2 separate regions of the Mus musculus genome follow, and region 1 is linked to region 2. The links are chromatin contacts, called in public promoter capture Hi-C maps. All regions are on one chromosome and are shown on one strand. Each heading gives the region's core, a stretch centred on a gene start, on an enhancer-like site or on the middle of the called end of the contact. The rest is flanking DNA. Distances are from core to core; before and after follow the strand shown.

The links. Capture Hi-C pulls out chosen DNA fragments and counts their contacts.
Region 1: a contact with region 2 is called in a promoter capture Hi-C map of liver. The contact joins two enhancer-like sites. A contact is called at or near these places in 3 of 9 other capture datasets (adipose tissue, liver and pancreatic islet).

The regions. Positions count from the first base shown.
Region 1 is chr12:82,417,428-82,421,722 of GRCm38.p6, reverse strand. Sipa1l1 (signal-induced proliferation-associated 1 like 1) reads right to left here. Exons shown (of 21, transcript NM_172579.3): 12 at 1,061-1,185. Among named protein-coding and RNA genes, the nearest start is that of Gm51987, 27 kb to the left of the region's middle. Within about 2 kb of position 2,087, at least 10 of the 459 cell types and tissues checked have an H3K27ac peak or open chromatin away from gene starts, as enhancers often do. A contact at or near this core is called in liver, where this site is marked.
Region 2 is chr12:82,119,905-82,124,093 of GRCm38.p6, reverse strand. Gm30799 (a long non-coding RNA gene) reads right to left here. Exons shown (of 7, transcript XR_001780654.1): 7 at 1,024-1,578. Among named protein-coding and RNA genes, the nearest start is that of Gm30799, 52 kb to the right of the region's middle. Within about 2 kb of position 1,378, at least 111 of the 459 cell types and tissues checked have an H3K27ac peak or open chromatin away from gene starts, as enhancers often do. A contact at or near this core is called in liver, where this site is marked.

The DNA of each region.
Region 1 (4,295 bases), core at 838-3,337, 300 kb before region 2:
GATCCATGGCTGCTAGGGTAATGCTGAGGAAAAGCCTGCTTAGATGTGATGCTACCATCCCAACAGTACCAACACATGGGATAAGACATCCATCTTGCCAGAGCAGGGAGGCAGACAGAATATGCCCAGGTTTTCTGAGTAGGGGGTGAGTGGGAGAAGACTGGGGTGAGAGATGGCTTCAAGAACAAGGCATGCGGGATGCAGTGACTGTATCAAAGCTTGTCTTCAGGATCTAGGAATCCCTTTTCTCTTCCTCAACTTCAGACATTTACCTGGGACAGTCACGCACACAGAACAAAAGCATCAACCTACAGGCATGAAATGTGCAGTCCTGTATCCTACATTGATGATAATACTTCCAGGGGAAAGAGACAAGGATTATAGGATGGAGGCACAGGATGAGAGGATAGAAAACCCAACCGGACAGTTCATAATCAAGTCTTTGATGTACGAATTGTGCTGACATCAAATCTCTGACGTGCCTGTTCAAGTGTAATTTCTGCATGGCAAAATTCCCCGTGGCGAGCAATGTTTATGGTGCCACAGGAGGTGGATGGGTTTCTCCTCACATCCTCAGAGGGCAATGCACCAAGAACGTGACTGAGGGCCCACTGAGGGCCTGCTGTTGTGTTAAGATATTTTCTTAGTTGATAGCCTAAGAGTGGAGGGGAAAGATTATTTGAAAGTATCCATCGGGCAGGACAGAGTGTCTAACCAACCTACAAATGTGACCAAACAAAAATTCATTTTCTTCCCACCTTGTGCAGTGATTGATTTTCCCTTAAAATTCAATATTAGGACTACTAAACTTCCCAGGCACAAGGTAAAACCAACCAACCAACCCACCCACCCCAGCAAGCAGGTCTTCAAACATAATCCCTGGGTCACTCTGACTGAAGTTTAGAGTCACCAAGAACCCTGGCCTTATCTGTTGCTTTCATATGCACACAGTCTAGCAGAGAGGAATTCCCACGCACCTGCTAACTGGGGCTGTCCTTCTAACACTGTGCTCTGATGCTATCAAGGTCACCTTGTTCTGACATACAAATCCCTCACTCACCCATCTGGTCGGCAAGGCTGTCCTCACTTCTCTGCCAGCTGGGAGTGGATTTTCCACTGCCACTTATATCCGACTGGGTGTTCTGCCTGTCGATGGAAGCTGGGGATCTTCGGCTCACCCCAAACCTGTGGTAGTTCCCCCAAACAAAAGCAAGACACATCAGAATCTTCACCCACAAGGTGAAGAGTCTCCTGATTCTGATGACAGGTATTACCAGTTTCTGCTTGCACGTCTGTGCACGCAGATACATATCTCTTCTCAGGAAGGCACGCTTATTATTAAAATCAAGTGTTAACTAGGGCACAGAGCTTGCCAGCAGAAGGCACAGAAAGTAAGAAACCCAAGTTCACTGGCTCACATAGTCAAGTTCAGACTGTCATTTACCATCAACCCACTTTAAGTCACTTGCACATTTTCTAACAGTATATCTCGGGAGTGGGGGCTGCTCCCCTTAATTCAATGATGTACTAAATCATTAAGTTACTCTGGGATCAATCACTTTCTGAGCACTATATTCTGTGGTCTGAAAAATGACAAGTACCGCTTATATTATGTGCAAGCCACTTTCTAACTGTATGAATTTTATTTTATTATTTTTTTAAAGATTTATTTATTTATTATATGTATGTACACTGTAGCTGTCTTCAGACACTCCAGAAGAGGAGTCAGATCTCGTTACCAATGGTTGTGAGCCACCATGTGGTTGCTGGGATTTGAACTCAGGACCTTCGGTAGAGCAGTCGGTGCTCTTACCTGCTGAGCCATCTCACCAGCCCCCTGTATGTATTTTAAATTGATGTTGGGAAGGGCAACTCAGAAGAAGGTAAGCTGGCAAGTAAAATAGTAAGTGTCTACTGAGCCAGCTTGATTTTCCCCTTGAAAAAACAGTTAACACTTGTTTAACTAAGTCATACGAAATCTATGTCTACATGAACATCAGCAATATGACCTCTGAGACCAGAAAGGGCCGGAGGGCAGAATTCAAGTATTTACTTGGAAATGTACCACATTTCTCATGGTTACTAACTAATGAACTTCTAAAGAACTTATGAAACACAGGCCTCTATTGATTCTCTATCAACTCGTGTCTGTTCCTTACCTGTGATGACTGACACATGGCCAGGACCTGTAAGAGCTCTCCTGGGAGGGATAGGACCCCTGGGAGTGGGGAAACATGAAGCTCAATTGGAACTGGTAACCTAGCAGCAGAACTAAACATAGATTCTAAGCACTGTCTCAGTTTTACCCTTCAGCTAATTAAGATAGTTTCAATGTCTTAGGACCAAGAAATGAACAAGCTCATGCCACACAGGTATAGACATAAGGCCCACGGAGGGTGAGGGAGGGTACCAACATGGCACACTGTCCACAGAGAACCACCGTATGCTGGTTATCGCTATGATGTTGAGCGTGCCTGACACTAACAGGTGCCCAGCACAGCACAGACACTTCAACATCGACTTGGACACAGCTGCTCTTACTGGTAAAGGAAACTTCAGGGTCAAACGTCATTCATGGGCAACAGTGAGACACATGAGAGCGTGAGCCAAACCACCTCTTGCGTCACAGATGTGCATAAACACAGCTTTGGCAGGCCAAGCTTAGTGGCCATGCACTTAATCCCTGCACTTGAAAGACAGAGACAGGAAGACCCCTGAGTTTGAAGCCAACCAGGGCTACACAGAAACTGTGTCCGGAAAAACCAAACAACAATAACAACACAAAACAATGCAAGCTAACACCACTGAAGTGGCTTTGGTGTACAGAAGATGGCACTGCATCAGCAACTTCGTCTTTTTAAAAGATCATTCCCAGGTACAAAAAGCATTGTGTGGTGTCGCATACAATCCAAGGTGAGCTCACTAAAGATCACAGGCCCCCCTAATACCACCTAGGGTACAAGGGCTTGCTATTGCATGCCCACAGGAATAACCACTGTCTTGTTAACAAAAAAGGAGCACTCAGGCATGGGCCTCAGAGTTTTTATCATCAATCACACTAATGTCTCCGTTCAATTTGTTAATAGACATTTAGAGCTTATCACAGACAGGAAAACTTTTTTTTTTTTTTTTTTTTGGTTCACTCCTTTACGTTTTAGTGCCATACTAATGATGGACAGATGTTGACTACTTCATTTCTAAGGCAAATCATACCATATAAAATCTAATTAAAGTAAGAAATAATTAGTTGGGTTTGTGGCATGATAAAATAAGTGACTCAAAAAAACCTCTGCAGGGACTGATGAAGAAAAGCTAAAATTATTTTCGAGTCATCACTGATGCAGTTACATAAGATGTGTGCCCTTCAGACAGGCTATTGACGAAGACAACAGCATGGAGGAGGAGTATCCTGGAGTGGTTTTATCACCTACCTTCTGTTAGCATAAACATGTAGCACCCCCCCCTCCCCACATACACACACAACAAAAAGCATATTCAATAGTTAGTGAGTTCAAGTCCCAGAACCTACATAGTAGCTCGTATCCATCCATAACTGTAGTTCCAGGGCATCTAATACCTTCTTCATCCCTAAGGGTAACACACACACACACACACACACACACACACACAGTGAACATACATATATGTGAGCAGAATACTCATGCACATACAAATAAACAAACCTTTTAAAAAAGATCCAACAGAAATCCTGGTCATGGTAAATAAATATCCACTATGAGGACATTAAGCTTGCTAATGAATTGCTTGCATGGTGAATTCTCAGAAAAGTAACCAAATCCCATGCCTGTATGTTAAACATAGTCCTTAGAAAAATGTGAAATAGAACCATTTGGTTTTTGAATGGTTCAAGTTCTTTCTCAGGGCCAGCAGCACCCACAGTTTGGTTTTCTTATTCTGAGCAAAGGCAGTTTGTGTGTGGCATGCTGGGCTTCCAAGCCTCAGACACTCCAGCATCCTCAGCCTTCAGTGACCTTTAAACTTTGTGCATTTCCCTTCCTTTGAAAGTTTTGTTCTGTTTTCTAGTGGTGCTACAGACAAAACCTAGGGCCTGTTCTATAAGTTTTGTCAGAAACAAACAGTTCCTTCTGGGAATTTAGTGTCAAGGAAGATTGAAACAAAACAAAACAACAAAACAAAACAAATTGCTGGGTAATGGTGGCCCAAGCCTTTAATCCCAGTCCTCGGGAAGCAGAGGCAGGAGGATCCCTATGAGCTCAAGGCCAGCCTGGTCTACAGAGAGAGTTCCAGGACATCTACACAGAGAAACTCTGTCT
Region 2 (4,189 bases), core at 129-2,628:
GTTGGGGGGACCCTCCAGAGTGCACCAGAGACCTGGGAGGTGAGAGACTCTCAGGACTCAAAGGGAGGGACCTTAGATGAAATGCCCCACAGTAGGGAGAGGGAACTTATAGAGCCCACCTCCAGCAAGAAGACAGAACATCAAGTGAGAGATGGGGTTGCCATCCCACAGTCATATTTCTGTCCCATAATTGTTCCTGTCTGAAAGAATTACAGGGATAGAAATGGAGAGGAGCCTGAGGAAAAGAACAGACCCAAAGTGGGATCCAGATCAAGGGGAGGCCCAAGGCCTGACACTATTACTGAGGCTATGAAGCACTAACAAAAAGGGACCTATCACGATTGCCCTCTGAAAGACACAACAAGCAGCTGAAAGAGTCAGATGCAGATATTTGCATCCAACCAATGGACAAAAGCAGCTGACCCCTATTGTTGAGTTAGGGAAGGCTGGAAGAAGCTGAGAAGAAGGGTGATCCTGTAGGAGGACCAGCAGTCTCAATTAATCTGGACCCCCAAGATTTCTCAAACACTAGACCACCAAAACAGACAGCATACACCAGCTGATATGAGGCCCCCAACACACATACAGTAGAGGACTTCTGGGTCTGTGTTCATTCAGAGATGATGCACCTAACCCTGAAGAGATGGAGGCCCCAGGGAGTTTAGAGATCAGGTGGGGTGGAGGGTGGAGACATCCACGTGGAGACAGGAGGGTGGGGAGGAGGTGTGGGATGTGGAACAGTCGGAGGGTAGATGGGGAGGGGGGATAAAATATCGAGTGTTAAAAAAATAAAATTAAATTAAAAAAATAAAAAATAAAATAATCGGCCTCCATTCGCTTTCCTTCCGGGTCTCTGCTTACCTTCTTTTCTTCTCTGTCTCACAGGTGTGAATTGCCTTTTTAACCCTTGCAGGTGTCACAGACCTGACTCAGGCACCCCAGGAACCCCAGAAGGCTCCTGCTCCGCCCCTCCCCCTCCCCCTCCACGATACTATCCTTTACTTAAGTGCATTGCAAAAGAACAAAGGGAACGACCGCTCTCTTTTATTGGTTTGTGTTGAGCAAACACAGGCACGTCAATCCGTCCGCTTTCAAATCCCATCTGTTTACATTTGGAAATTACTGGGGCATGTTCTTTAGATTAAAAGTGATTTCTTCGTCAGGAAGAAGATAAGAGAAGCCATACATTTGACCTTTGGTATTAACGTGCCTTTATATCTTCTCAGCACTGGTAGATTTTTTTTTTATAAGCTCTCCAAGTTTTAAAAGCTCTCCTAACTTCCCTCTGCTCAAATGCTGCCGTCAGCTTTACACTTGGAGTGTGCTGAAACCACAGCCCAGGCTGGAATGACCAATGCTAAAAAGATGTCACCAGAGAATCCAAGTCAAAGCATCGCCCAGGAGTGACGACGGACGCTTCTAAAAATAAACAGCTTGAGCCGGGGCTATTTCAAGATTCTCCCACAAGTTTCCGGTTCAGAAACTAAACAAGTTCTTCTAAAGGAAGCACTGTGCATCCAAGCGCTGTTTGGGACAGTGTCCAGAGCAGATGAAATCCTCTAGTCTCAAGGAGCTTGCCTGCAAGAACAGGAGAGACCGGCATTAAACAACTGACCAATCATCGTGTGCATGCGTTGTCGTGGGCTGATGAGGGACAGGATACCTAAGGATGGCCTTTAGGGTGCTCGCTAATGTCTACTTTACAACCTAGTGTTTTTTCTTATTTCTTCTGTTTTACATTTATGTGGCTGAGTATATGTGTGTGCACCATAGACCTGCAGAGGCCATGTTACAGGCGTTTGTGAGCCCCCAAATTGGTGCTTAGAACTGAACCCAGTACCTGTGGGAGAACAGTAAGTGCTCTTAACTACGGAGTCATCGCTCTACTACTTTCTCGACTGTATCAGATTTTAGCATCCTTTCCCAGAAGCAAAGCTGGGCTTTTGCCAAGAAGAAGGCTACAGCAGAGCTTCCTACTCAGCGAAGGGACAGCCTTGCCCACGACACTGGCAGTGCTGGCGGATGCAAGGATGATCTTCCGGATGGCCTGGTAACCAGAGGTTTTAGGACAGAAGCCCCACTCCAGCAAACCCACCAAACGAGGCTCAGCCAGCCGCTCCAGTATGCCAAATGGTTGGTTCAGTGGTTAAGAGCACTTAACTGTTGTGTTTTATAAAAATAAAGAGGGGGGATATGTTCTATGGAGGTGTAGTCAGGTATGGGGGAAGGGGGTGTCTCAGCGGGCCCAGACGAAGGCATCCTTTCCCCTTGAGGGATTAGCTACACGATGGTATAGTATAGAATAGAGTTTATTCAGAGCATGGGGAGGGGAATTGAGGGGATAGTAGAGACAGAGAAAGGCAGAGAGAGAGAGAGAGAGAGAGAGAGAGAGAGAGAGAGAGAGAGAGAGAAAGGAGAAGGAGGAGGGGGCAAGCAGCCCCTTTTATAGTGATTCAGGCACACCTGGCTGTTGCCAGGTAACCATGGGGCAGAGCCTAGACAAAATGCCAACAAGGACTACATAGAGAAACAAATAAAAGTAAAAAATAGAGTGGTAAGGCAGGTAGAGGCAGCAGGAGGTACCTGGGTCAGAGCCTGGGTTGGAACTGGCAGGTAAGAATGAGGTTACTGTCAGCAGAGGTCAGAGGTCAGAGGTCAAGAGAGGAAGGGTAGGTGAGCAAGGCAAAAGGCTGTGAAGGGCAGATGAGTGAACAACGACAAGTGTTTGTCAGGCTGGACTTGTGTGAGACATTTCTGCAGTAAGGAGACAGATTTAGACTTTTAAATGGGACATGACAAAGGGACATGACTGTCAATTTCTCAGGGAATAAAAATTGAAAGCAAGGACTGGCGAGATGGCTCAGTGGATAAGAGCACTGACTGCTCTTCCAGAGGTCCTGAGTTCAAATCCCAGCAATCCCATGGTGGCTCACAATGATCCATAGTGAGATCTGACGCCCTCTTCTGGTGTGTTTGAAGACAGCGACAGTGTTCTAATTTATAATAATAAATCTCTGGGCTGGAGCGAGTGGGGTTGACCAGAGAAAGCAGAGGTCCTAAATTCAATTCCCAATAACCACATGAAGGCTCACAACCATCTGTACAGCTACAGTGTACTCATAGACATAAAATAAATAAATAAATAAATAAATAAATAAATATTTTTTTAAAAAAAATTTGAAAGCAAAATTAACAGACGACTCTAGAGTAAGGAGTAGCAGGGACCTGTAGGTGATAGGGAAATGGACACAATGTGTGGCTAAACCTGGAGAAGACATACCAAAACGACAGGGCCTCGGGTTCAAGGCTGGAGTAGGGCCTGTGCTATCACCATGTCTGAGCTCCTAGACTCCCTCCTGTACTACCTGCCTGGATGTGGCTTTGCCACATAGAGCAGCATGGGGCTGACACTACAGAGAGTATGGCTTCACGTTAGGAGCGGACAGGAGCAAGGGTAAAGAAGTTGTGTGCCAGCTTCTCCTCTCTTTCTCAATAAAAGAAACGATTTAGGCAGCTCCAGGGGATCGAATTCCTGCCATCAGGCACGATGGACGAGCACTCTAACCTACTGAGCTACCCCACAGCTTGCAGGTGAATATTCTTAATTCTTAGGAAGGAAAAGTAGTTTTAAAACAGAAAAGGAGACTAGATGATGGATAAACAACTCTTACTGCCACACTGGGAAGGACACAGCTAAGTTTGGAGAATTCAAACTCATAAATTTAGCTAATGTGCAGTGGGGTGCTGTCATCTTCTCACTGGGAGACAGGGTTACCTTCACAAACCTAAATAGTTTTCATCCATAACAAGATATAACAAGCCACACTTTTTCTAAGATTTTTTTTAATTCTATAATCTGCAGCTCTAAGGCTTATACGACATCTATTTCTATGATGCCAAGAGGGCAACTGGAGGCTTTAGAAAAATGTTGATGGTTTTTTAAGTAGAGCCAGACCTCTTCGGTCCCAGCTGATAGTGCAGAATGACAGGAAATGTTGTCCGTAGGCATGATGCCTGGGGACTCTGTTGGCTAGTTTCCTGTCACCTTGACAAGCTATGGTCGACATCAGACCTCTCCTGAGAAAATGCCTCTGTAAGATCAGGCCATAGGTGAGCCTGTAGGTTATTTTATTATTTAACAATTAATATGAAAGGGTCCAGACCATTGTGGGTGGTGCCAACCCTGGGC